4 separate regions of the Sus scrofa genome follow, and regions 1, 2 and 4 are each linked to region 3. Evidence: chromatin contacts called from public HiChIP or PLAC-seq data. All regions are on one chromosome and are shown on one strand. The core of a region is the stretch at or near the end of the contact, and the rest is flanking DNA. Distances in the headings are between cores, read along the strand shown.

Region 1 (2,887 bases), core at 35-2,534, 240 kb after region 3:
ATGAGCAACTTGGGAGTTCCCATCCTGGCTCAGCAGAAACGGATCTGACTATCATCCACAGGGACGCAGGTTCAATCTCTGGCCTTGCTCAGTAGGTTAAGGATCTGGCATTGCCATGAGTTGTGGCTATAGGTCACAGACGCAGCTAGGATCCCGCATGGCTGTGGCTGTGGTATAGGCCAGCAGCTATAGCTCTGATCTGACCCCAGCCTGGAAGGGAACCTCCATATGCCACGGGTGTGGCCCTAAAAAGACTAAATAAATAAATAAATAAATAAATAAAAAGAAATGTGCAATTAAATGCAAAGTGAGATCTGCACTGGATCCTGGAACAAAGAAAGGACATGAGTGGAAAAACTGATGCAATCCAAAAAAACTCTGCAGTTTAGATCATCATATTGTACTAACGTTAAATTCTTAGGTTTGATAAGTTTCTGTGATTTCTTAAGATGTCAAACATTAGGGGAAGTTGGGTGAAAGCTATACAGGAACTTTGTACTATAGTTTCACAACTCTTAAATCTAAAATTATCTGAGAACAAAACATTTTTAAAAGAGGAAAAGGAATGAAGGGAGACAGGGAAGAAGGAATGGAAGGAACAACGTGAGCCCTTCGTTTACGATCTTTAAGTGCCCCCTGCTGGTCACTAAGGTGAACTTCTTGAAGTTCCCCCAAGCTGGACTTTTTTTTTTTTTTTTTTTTTTTTTTGCTTTTTAGGGCCACACCTGCAGCATATGTAAGCCCTCAGTCTAGGGGTCGAATCTGAGCTACAACTGCCAACCCACACCACAGCCACAGCAATGCGGGACCCAAGCCAAGTTTGGGACCTACACCTCAGCTCACAGCCACACCAGATCCCCCACCCACTAAGCCAAGCCAGGGATTGAACCCACATCCTCATGGATACTAATCGGATTGGTTTCCTCTACACCACAACAGGAACTCCATAGCTGGGAGTTCTTTGACATTAAATAAAGCAATTTCCCTTCTATTTTCTTTCCAATTATCTACCTGTCCCGAGATGGTTTTCTCAAAACCAGGCTACTCTGTTCCTACTGATTCATGGTTGCTCTTTTCCTCTAAAAATCCATCAAAAGCCTCACAAGTTACTGAATCTTCTCTCTCAACAGAAGAGTATATCACAAACCCACAACCCCTTCCTGGCTGAACCCCAAGACATGTCAGGTGCAAGTGAATCATCTGAACCTCCTCCTACTGACCATCCCACTGGCCAGTCAGAGACATTACAAGGTGGGCAAGTCAGACAACCAGGGCTGTGGAAGAGAAGGACAGATGCAGTAGTGGGATGGGGCCTCCTGCAGTGTCAGACCTAAGTGTGAAGAGTACAGTGCTACTGGGAGGTACCATGTTTACTGACATCTCAGCTGTGGGGTTGAGGGCCAAGCAGACAATAGGGATGTTTTACATTTCTGTCCTCTATAATTAATAACTCACTGGGTTTAAGTAAATGAAATACAGCTCTTCATTAGGAAAAGACTGGGATTTCTTGTGGCACATGACAGTGAAGACCAGAGATACAAACTGGCACTGTCCTGCCTACAGCTGGACCATATTATTTAGCTCACACAATATTTTAAAAGTTTTTAACTGAATGCCAATGTTAGTTTTTTGGGTTTTTTGGTTTTTTTCTTTTTTTGTCTTTTTAGAGCCACACCCACAGTGTATGGAGGTTCCCAGGCCAGGGGTCGAATTGTAGCTGTAGCCACCGGCCTACGCCAGAGCCACAGCAATGCCATATTCAAGCCGCCTCTGCGACCTACACCACAGCTCACGGCAACACTGGATCCTTAACCCACTGAGTGAGGTCAGGAATCGAATCCACATCCTCATGGATACTAGTCAGATTTGTTAACCACTGAGCCACACCAGGAACTCCTAGATACCAATGTTTTGAAATCTGGAGACATCATATCAAAAATTAAGACTTCCAGTTTTTCACGGAAAAAAAATCCACAGATCTGCCCACACTAGGTCTACGTTTCTGCGTGGCAACAATGCACAGAACTGAGAGGCTGCCCCCTTTAGAATGTCCCTGCTCTAAGGTTCCTTCCCCACCATTTACACAAGGCATGCACGTAGCCAATACCCATCCTGGTGGATTCCTGCGTGTTACCTACCTGTGGCATTAGCATTTACATCATCCGCCCTGTGGGATACTACATACACACTTTCAACAGCTAAAAGGACCTCGTGTGCCATCTGCACTTGATCTTAGCCAAAAGGCCAAAAAGGGATCACCTGCCATCTCCATGAGCCTCTTTAACAATATTCGGCCTTTCTTTCTACAAGTCACTATGAATAATTATATCTATTCTGCAAAAACAAAACACATACATTTACTCTTTTAAACTTCATTCTTTTACTTTTAATAATATCCTATACTAGTGGATCGAAATCGCCTGGAAGGATTTAAAACTATGCTCAGTAGCAACCAGGGCATATTAAAGGGGAAAAAGGGGTTTTGTAACATTAGTGAAACTGCAGAGCCTCAAAACCCTTAGCAGGAAAAACAACAAATCATCCAGCTCTTTGCTCTTTACCTTTTATACTCCTGGGAATCACAGTCACCCAGTCAGGTCCACTGGAGTTGATTGGCATTTTGATATTGACACCACTTTAAGAGGAATAAAAAGAGTATAAGCTTAGATTAAGGAACATTTACTTTCCAAAATGCATCTTTATTTGCAGTTTTAAATGGGCAAGATTTCACAGAGCTTTATTAAGATGAAATATTCTTGGTAAATGTTAATCAATACAACTGATAATTAATAAACCAGGTATCTTACAATAAGCAGAATATATGGATATAAAAACTGAGTAAGAATTACATAGGTTCTTAATTTTTCACTGCTTCTTCCTAAGAGTG
Region 2 (2,861 bases), core at 4-2,503, 170 kb before region 3:
TGAGGGAGAGGATGTTTGACAGAATCTTCAAAACCATCCCCAGAGAGCTGACACCATAGGCCAATGACAAAGGCTGGCCTTGCTTCCCATCAATGGCTAAGGCGTTCTCTATTTAAACATCATTTATTGAGCATTCACTGCTTGGAGGCTCTGTATGAGAACCCAAGGTCAGTTTCCTGCACTTGAGAAACACACTCAACTGAGTTCCTGAACAAGGTACTCTGAGTGTGCCTCCCTAATGCATGGGATAGCAACTTGAGGGCCTAAGGATTTCTCCCTGCAGAACACCCCAGAGATACAGTCTACAGTATAACTACAGACTTATATATCCAACTGCCTGCTCAGAATCTCTAAATGGCCAGCAGATATCGCAAATGCAACATGTATAAAACTTTTTTTTTTTTCTTTTTGTCTTATGTCTTTTTAGGGCCGCACCCATGGCATGTGGAGTTTCCCAGGCTAGGGGTCAAATCGTAGCTTTAGCCACCAGCCTGTACCACAGCCACGCCAGATCCAAGCCACATCTGCAACTTACACCACTGCTCACAGCAACATAGGATCCTTAACCCACTGAGCAAAGTCAGGGATCAAACTCATGTCCTCATGGACAACTTTTGAAATTCCAATATTCTGTCCCAAATCTGCTCCCTCACTTTCCACTGTCCCCTGTACATCTCATTCACTTCCATTCTTCCTGTTCTCCAAGCTCAAACTCTTGGAGCAACATTTACCTCCTTTCTTTCTCTCACATTCTATGTCAAAGCTGTTAGGAAATGATGGTGGCTCTATCCTCAAAACATATCCTCTACTGCTACGTCTGCACCACCATCGTCTCTTACCTAGATACTGACTTTTATCCTTTTAAAATGTGTCAGATTTTGCCGTATTTCCATTTCACTCTGGTTGGAAGCCCAATTCCAGAAAATGGCCAATATGCTTATGTTCTGCTTCCCTCCTTTCCTGTCTTCTCTTACCATTTGCACCATCTCCACAGCACGGACCTACAGAAGGGGGTCATCCTCCATTTTCCTCTATCTCCTGTTACAGCAATAAATGACAGCAACAGGGACAGCAATAAATGACAGGAGGTTCTGAGAGTCATGCTGAGGGGAGGGCTGCACAGGGTCCTGAACTGACCGCCGACCTAGGGCTTCAGATTATGCAGAACTTCCAGATAGCTCTGTTGTATGAGGACAAGGAGATATTTCCTAGTGGCTGTCATAAATAACACTAGAGGGAGACAAATCCTAAAGCCTCAGGGACTTCTGAACTGCCAACATACTGATGCACTAACACTCTGGATCACAGCCTTGACCACCTTGTCCCCAGCTCCTTCTCCAAGGAATCACCATTATGGTACATCTGCCTTAAAGCTGCCACAACAAGTACACAACAAAAATTCTCTTTGACATTCATTGTCTTGGTAAGGAGAAATACCGCCTTCTATATACCTAGCACATGCCAGTTTACAGAGTGACTCAGAAAATTTGTTCTTCTGTCCTGAGAGGTAAAATGTTATTATACATATTCTCATACATCAGAGTTTTTTTTAATTTTTAATTGAAGTACAATTGATTTACAATATCATGTTAGGTTCAGGTATACAGCACAGTGATTCAGTGTTTTATATATATATATATATATATATATATATATATATATACACATACATATATATATAATATACATAACATATATGTATTATATATAGATATACTTTTTCAGTCTTTTCCATTATAGGTTATTAAAAATATTGAGTATAGTTCCCTGTGCTGTACAGTTGGTCCTTGTTGGTTATCTATTTGACATATAGTAGTGTGTATATATTAATTCCAAACTCCTAATTTATCCCTCCCCCAGACTTCCCTTTTGGTGACCTTAAGTTTGTTTTCCATGTCTGTGAGTCTGTGAGTCTCTTTATGTTTTGTAAGTTCATTTGTATGTGTACATGTGTTCATTTGTATGTGTTAATATGTATATTAGATTCCACATATATATTTGTCTTTTTCTGTTTAGCTTTCTTCACTTAGTATGATAATCTCTAGGTTCATCTGCAAATGGTATTAATCTCACTCTTTTTTATGGCTAAGTATATGTGCATATATATCACAACAAGCTTTTAAGAGTTGGTAGAAAATCATGTAGATTTTCTTCAACACCTACCTTGTAAGATGTAGCACTGGATGAGATGCCTAGCACTTCCTAACCCACACCTCTTTTTCTCTGCCATCCATACTTTGCATATGATAAAAGTAAAAGTCAAATATGTTAGGTGACTCTTTTAGTTCCAGAAAGTATGCAAGTGGAGGAGCAGGGTCTCAGAATGATTGGGAGGTTTTGTTTTTTGGTTTTTTGGTTTTGGCCACACCTGAAGCATGCAGAAGTTCTTGGCCCAGAAATCAATCCTGTGCCACAGCTGCAGCCCAAGCCATAGCAGTGACAATGCCAGATCTTTAACCCACTATGCCACCAGGGAACTCCCTCATTTTTCAACCCTCATTCCAGGAAACTGCTTAGCAGCACCCAACATGATTGACCCCCTATTGTTTTCTCAGGGTTTCCACTGCACTACACCCTTAATTTTTCTACTGTCTGTGATCTCTTCTTATTCTCCTCAAGGAGTTACAATTGGCCAGTCTTAGTTCTTTTTCTTTTTTTTCAGAAAAAAAACACCATATTTATTGCAGTATCCATGTGTTTCTAAATTATTTAATTTATGTAAAGCTGTGCTATGATTTTTAATATTTTAATCTATTAAAAAATAAAGGCAGAATTCAAATAATATACAGACAAAACATTCATTCAGAAAAACGCAGGCCAGTCTTATTTCTGAGCTCTGTCTTACTCTTTAGCCTAGGCTT
Region 3 (2,876 bases), core at 247-2,746:
ATCTCACTCTGTTTCCTTAGGTATTGGCCAAAGGCCTTATCTCAGTGAGCCTTCCTTGAACCCAGTATGAAATTGCAACCACCTTGCTCTTACCACTTACTATTCCCCTTTCCTGCCTTTTTCCCCCTTGACATTAATGCACATACACACTATATTACATATACACTCATTACACGCATACCTAAGTGCTTATAGTCAGTCCCCCCCTGCTATGCTCTAAGATCCATGAAGGCAGAGATTTCTGTCTATTTTATTCTCTGATATAGCCTCAGTGACTCCCAGGCTGACTCACTGACACATGGCAGGCATCATACATGCATTTCTTTGATGAATTACTATAGGCCTTGAACAATGTCAGGCATTCCAGAGATAAAAAAAAATTTACAGGAACAACACCTGTCCCCCAGAAACTGTTGGTTTTTTGGGGGAATTTGATAATTGCTGATACCTTATACTTATAAAGTCAAATTTCTATGGCTAACACCCTAGAAACTTCTTAGTTCCTCTTAGACACTATGACTGTACCTAAGGGACAATGTCTCCAGGAGGAGGGTAGCTTATAGGTTGTGGTTTTGTGGCCAAACCACTTGGTTTCATGTAGGCATTACTAGCTTGGATAAAGATTTTAGCTTTTTTTTTTTTTTTACTCATTTGTGATTTTTCTATTACCACTGATTTTTTATTAAAATGGCAGAGGACAATAATTATCAATCTTGGATTATATGTAACCCTTGAGTCAGAAAGGCCTGTAAAACAAAGCATCTAACTTAACTTTTAGAGAAAGTTTGTCTTGATTCAAAACCATACCTAAAACATTAGGATAACTACTACTTTTACAAACAAAAACAAACCAACAAGAGATAAAATAGCAACTGTTGGAGAACTCTTGGGAACTGCTGGTGGGAATCTAAAATGATGCAGCAATTATGGAAAATAGTATGGAGGTTCCTCAAAAATTTAAAAATGGAACTACTATACCCTCCAAAACTGAAAGCAGGATGTCAAAAGACATATTTGCACCCCCATGTTCATAGAAGTATTGTTCACAATAGCCAAAGGATAGAAGCAATCCAAATGTCCATCTAGGGAGTTCCCACTGTGGCTCAGGGGGTTAAGGATCTGGTGTGATGCCACAAGCCATGGCATAGGTCATAGATGCATCTTGGAGCCAGTGTTGCCATGGCTGTGAAACAGGTTTCAGCTATAGCTCCAATTTGATCCCTAGCCCAGGAACTTTCATATGCCACAGGTGCAGCCATAAAAAGAAAAAAAAAAAAAAACAATAAAAAATAAAATTTTAAAAAATGTCCATATACAGATGAATGGATAAGCAAAATGTGGCATATACTTATAATGGAATATTATTTGGGCTTAAAAGGAAAGAATTCTGACATATGCTACAACCTGAAAGAAACTTGAGAACATTGTACTAAGTGAAATGAGCCAGTGACAGTGTTTGGTTCCACTTACATGAAATACCCAGAGTAGTCAGACTTACAGAAACTGAAAGAAGAATGGTGGTTGTCAGGGCTAGGGGGAGGGGAAATGGGGAATCTCTTAATGGAACAGTTTCAGTTTGCAAAATGTAAAGGTTCTAGAGCTTGATCACACAACATTATGAATATATTTAACACTATAGAACGGTACACTTAAAAATGGTTAAGATAGTCAATTTTATGTTACTCAAACTTACTACAATTAGATTTTTTTTCATTTCAAAAAACATATCTAGAAAATAAGAGAAATCTCTCTGTTAGACACTTGACTACATGGGAACTAGCTCCTTCTTGTGCAAGCACATTGGTCTCGATATATCAAAAACAATTTTTTTCAAAGAAGATAAAACATCAGCAGGTACAGATGGTCTGCAGTGGGAATATCACAATAATCAAAACTTCCTCTGTATCTGACCCTTCCTCCAATTCCTGAGATGATTGTCTTCTGATGGAATCAATAGTCCCTGAGGGAGGAGTGAGCCAGAGAACACCTTTCACACCTAGGGTCCACCATCTACTAATGTGACCTGTCCACAAGTATTACTCATTCCCAAGAGAGGGTGCCTCCTAGAGAAGATTAAGCAGAGATCTAGACCTTGAGGCTTAATTAAAGATTGACCAGTAAGTAAAATTTCTTCTTACTGCAGGCAGAGGACCCAGGGTGAGGATGACAAAGAGGCATAATGGATAGTAGTGTATATGTCAGTGCTGGTTTCAGTGGGGATTTCAGTGTTTGGGGCCTGGAAGTGTGAACAGGAAGAATCAGTGATAGAAGGGAATTCATTATCTTTGGGGAAATTATTTAATCTCTCTCAGCTCAGCTTTCTCATTTTAAAAAATGGAACTAAAACGACCAACCTCACAGAGTGTCGTGAAGGTGAAAAGGAATTAACTGAAATGACCTATTATGTTGACTAGCATATGAGATACGTAATAATTATTAACTCTCAGTATTAACACTGGAAATCATGAAAATGTTGTGGTCCAAGGCAAGGAATTTTAATTCTAGCCTGTAGAAATGCAAAGTCAGTAAAGAATTCTTTTAATCTTTTTTTAAAAATTAAGAGCAATGTATGATTAGATGTACACTTAGAAAAAGAACCATCAGATAATGTTTTAGAAGTGGACAAGATCAGAGAATAATGAAAGGAGACAGGTTTGAAGGCTAACACAGTTTCCAGGTGACAAATGAGGGGTGTGTGAACTGAAGAATGAGTAGTTGCACTGTAACTGGCCAGAACATCCAAACGGATCATGTTTATTCTAGGGCAGCAGGAATGGGAATATTCAAGTGAGCTGGAAAAGGCTTCTTTTTGTTTAATGCTGTGTCTCCCAAGAGGAAAAGCAATAGCAGTAAAAATGATAAATAAAGCTTTCCTG
Region 4 (2,701 bases), core at 57-2,556, 220 kb after region 3:
AGTGGGAATTGTTGAGGGTAGTCAATAGGCCTTGGAAAATGTTATCTCCTTTTATTGTGTAAACAACCTACTAAGAAAGGAAAAAAAAAAATTCCACCTGGCCAGATAATGTGTTTCTTTAGATGCCTGATATTAAGTGTGGGGATACATATTACCAAGTACTTAAAACTTACATAATAAATGTCATCCTCTGAGATACCCCCACACCCCATGACAGCAAGTTCACTAATCCTCATGGAGAGAGTCTCAACCATTCTACCTAGAAAGGCCCTTTTATTAACACAAAATCCCAGACTGTAATAGATCTAGGGGTCCAGCCAAGTTATCAAATTTCAAGGCTTCCTTCATTCATAAAATGGTCTTTTAATACTGTCTTTAATTTTAAGACGTAATATACAAGAATTACATGCTGTACAACATTTTGATCTACTTGGATATATTTTTCCATAAAGATATAGTTCTATGACTACCCTTGTTAAGAAAGTATATCTCTAAACACATACTCGAACCTCTTGGGAGATTTCTGCCTAGCAGTATCACAGATCTACTTTCCTGGTTAAATGTAAGTTTTTACATTAGATTTAGGATACTTTCATCACCCAGCCTGTCCCCAGCATCTTAGTCTTTCCTGGGCCTTCACAGCAAACATACATGATTCATAGCCATTACCAAACTATAAAAACATCCTGAGTTTTCCCTCCCCCCAAAACTGCCCCCTAATATTTTGCCCCCAAACAAGAATGATCACCCAAATATCAAAAAGTGACTCCAAATTAAGGCATCTAAATACGTGAAAAGAAAGGAAAAAAAGCTTAACATTTACGAAACTTTTTCATACTAAATATCAAATAATAAAAATATACCTTTGTGTTTGAAGAGTCAAATCATACAGATACGTAAAGGCAAATCAACTGTTTCCAGCTGTAATCAGCGATAATAACCCAAGTACGTGAGAGCATGAGAAAAATGATCAGTTTCCTTTTGAGGTTACATGATAAGCAGCAGCAGTTAAGCAGCCTTTTTCTCTAAGAACCCAGTGTCTGCCCTCGTGGCAAGAGAAGCCAGCCCCTCTCCACGTCCCCCTTTATAGGGATCGCTTTCTGTTCACCCCTCTAAAGAGGATAAGGGCGGGGGAAGCTAAGGACCCGTTTTCTAAGATACAGAATAAGGTCGAGCTCTCATTCGAAAGGGGCTGCGTGGGCACAGAGGAGGAGGGAGGAGGCGTGAAGGGAGCAGAGAGGACTAGGTTCGTGGACTTTTTTTTCTGCACCCTGGAAATTCCCAGGCCAAAAAGGTACCGACCGGAGTCCCGGACATTCCCCTCAATGGCTGGCTCCAAGACCCGGACTGGAACCCAGCAGAGGAATCAGAAGCCAGTCTATGAACAAAAAGGTTTTTGCTAGGGATGCCTTTTTAAAAGGTCTCAATGAACTCACTGCCGGGCATTAGAGTTGCCTCGTGTTTATGGATTCACGCCGTCTCTTTTTCTTTCGCGTTTTCTCTATGGCCCCAAAATGTGTGGGGGTGGGACTAAAGGGGTGCTTTCTACAGCGCAGCTTTTCAAAAATGGCAATCAGAAAGTAGTATCTCTACCATGGCCCTTCATTGACAAAGGACAAATATACACATAAAGCAGTGGTTCTTCAACATACAAGTCATATTGCTTTCATGTGGGGTAGAGTGGGGGTGATTTTAAACAGAGAAGGAACCATTGCACAATACTGAGAGGATTTCTTCTACGACATTTGGTTTCACTGTGGCTTCTTTTCCTTTTGGGACACTTTCTTCTGTAATCTCTGTACTGCCTCCTTCCCTAGGCAGTGTTATAATCCAGTTTTATAGTCAGGAAATGTATGGTTCTCCACTAGGAATGGGCATCTAGATACCAGAACATCTTTTTTAAAAAAGAAGCCTGACTTCATTTCCTGAAGACTATTAAAAAGCAAAATACGGAGTTCCTGTCGTGGCTCAGCAGTTAACGAACCCAACTAGCATCCATGAGGACGCAGGTTAGATCCCTGGCCTTGTTTGGTGGCTTAAGGATCCATCCAGTGTTGCCCTGAGCTGTGGTGAAGGTTGAAGATGTGACCTCCATCACCCCTCATTCCAGAATTCCTAGGTGCTCCTAGAACTCTGCAACTGTGATCTCACTTCCAAAGAGAAAAAGATCGGGGAAGGGGGTGTGTTGTTTCCCTTGGGTGTTTATTCCCCCAGTACTCCCTGGGTAATTGTTATTTCTTTTAACAGGGCCCAGAAAGAGAAAACTCTGGCATGGAATACATGGATATAAAGACTTGTAATATACATTCTTGTGAACCACCCTGATGTATCAATCTGAAACTTAATACCCAAAGGTGGGCAGTATCAGTCAATTGGTACTTAATAAAATGATGGTTGTTTAGATGGTAAAAAGGAATCATATTAAAGGAATTCCCATCGTGGCTCTGCAGAAACAAATCCCACCAGGAACCATGAGGTTGAGGGTTCGATCCCTGGCCTCACTCAGTGGGTTGAGGATCCAGCATTGCTGTGAGCTGTGGTATAGGTCATAGATGAGGCTCAGATCTGGTGTTGCTGCGACTGTGGTGTAGGCCAGCAGCTGTAGCTCCAATTAGACCCCCAGCCTGGGAACCTTAACATGCCACGAGTGTGGCCCTAAAAAGACAAAAGGCAAAAAAAAAAAAAAAGAACCATACTAGAA

The links. HiChIP or PLAC-seq counts read pairs in DNA pulled down with a chosen protein or histone mark.
Region 1: a contact with region 3 is called in an H3K27ac HiChIP or PLAC-seq map of alveolar macrophages. The contact joins two enhancer-like sites. A contact is called at or near these places in 3 of 47 Hi-C or Micro-C datasets (all in embryonic fibroblasts) and 1 of 2 datasets of contacts at active chromatin or transcription factors (alveolar macrophages).
Region 2: a contact with region 3 is called in an H3K27ac HiChIP or PLAC-seq map of alveolar macrophages. The contact joins two enhancer-like sites. A contact is called at or near these places in 2 of 47 Hi-C or Micro-C datasets (embryonic fibroblasts and fibroblasts) and 1 of 2 datasets of contacts at active chromatin or transcription factors (alveolar macrophages).
Region 4: a contact with region 3 is called in an H3K27ac HiChIP or PLAC-seq map of alveolar macrophages. The contact joins two enhancer-like sites. A contact is called at or near these places in 3 of 47 Hi-C or Micro-C datasets (all in embryonic fibroblasts) and 1 of 2 datasets of contacts at active chromatin or transcription factors (alveolar macrophages).

Annotation. Positions count from the first base shown.
Region 1 is chr13:157,310,402-157,313,288 of Sscrofa11.1, forward strand. NXPE3 (NXPE family member 3) reads right to left here. Exons shown (of 7, transcript XM_003132693.4): 5 at 2,562-2,635. Among named protein-coding and RNA genes, the nearest start is that of NXPE3, 26 kb to the right of the region's middle. Within about 2 kb of position 1,285, at least 4 of the 83 cell types and tissues checked have an H3K27ac peak or open chromatin away from gene starts, as enhancers often do. A contact at or near this core is called in alveolar macrophages, where this site is marked.
Region 2 is chr13:156,900,013-156,902,873 of Sscrofa11.1, forward strand. No RefSeq gene overlaps it. Among named protein-coding and RNA genes, the nearest start is that of ZPLD1, 220 kb to the left of the region's middle. Within about 2 kb of position 1,254, at least 6 of the 83 cell types and tissues checked have an H3K27ac peak or open chromatin away from gene starts, as enhancers often do. A contact at or near this core is called in alveolar macrophages, where this site is marked.
Region 3 is chr13:157,073,700-157,076,575 of Sscrofa11.1, forward strand. The region is part of intron 3 of LOC102162881 (a long non-coding RNA gene); the gene reads right to left. Among named protein-coding and RNA genes, the nearest start is that of NFKBIZ, 200 kb to the right of the region's middle. Within about 2 kb of position 1,497, at least 5 of the 83 cell types and tissues checked have an H3K27ac peak or open chromatin away from gene starts, as enhancers often do. A contact at or near this core is called in alveolar macrophages, where this site is marked.
Region 4 is chr13:157,293,550-157,296,250 of Sscrofa11.1, forward strand. No RefSeq gene overlaps it. Among named protein-coding and RNA genes, the nearest start is that of NFKBIZ, 22 kb to the left of the region's middle. Within about 2 kb of position 1,307, at least 47 of the 83 cell types and tissues checked have an H3K27ac peak or open chromatin away from gene starts, as enhancers often do. A contact at or near this core is called in alveolar macrophages, where this site is marked.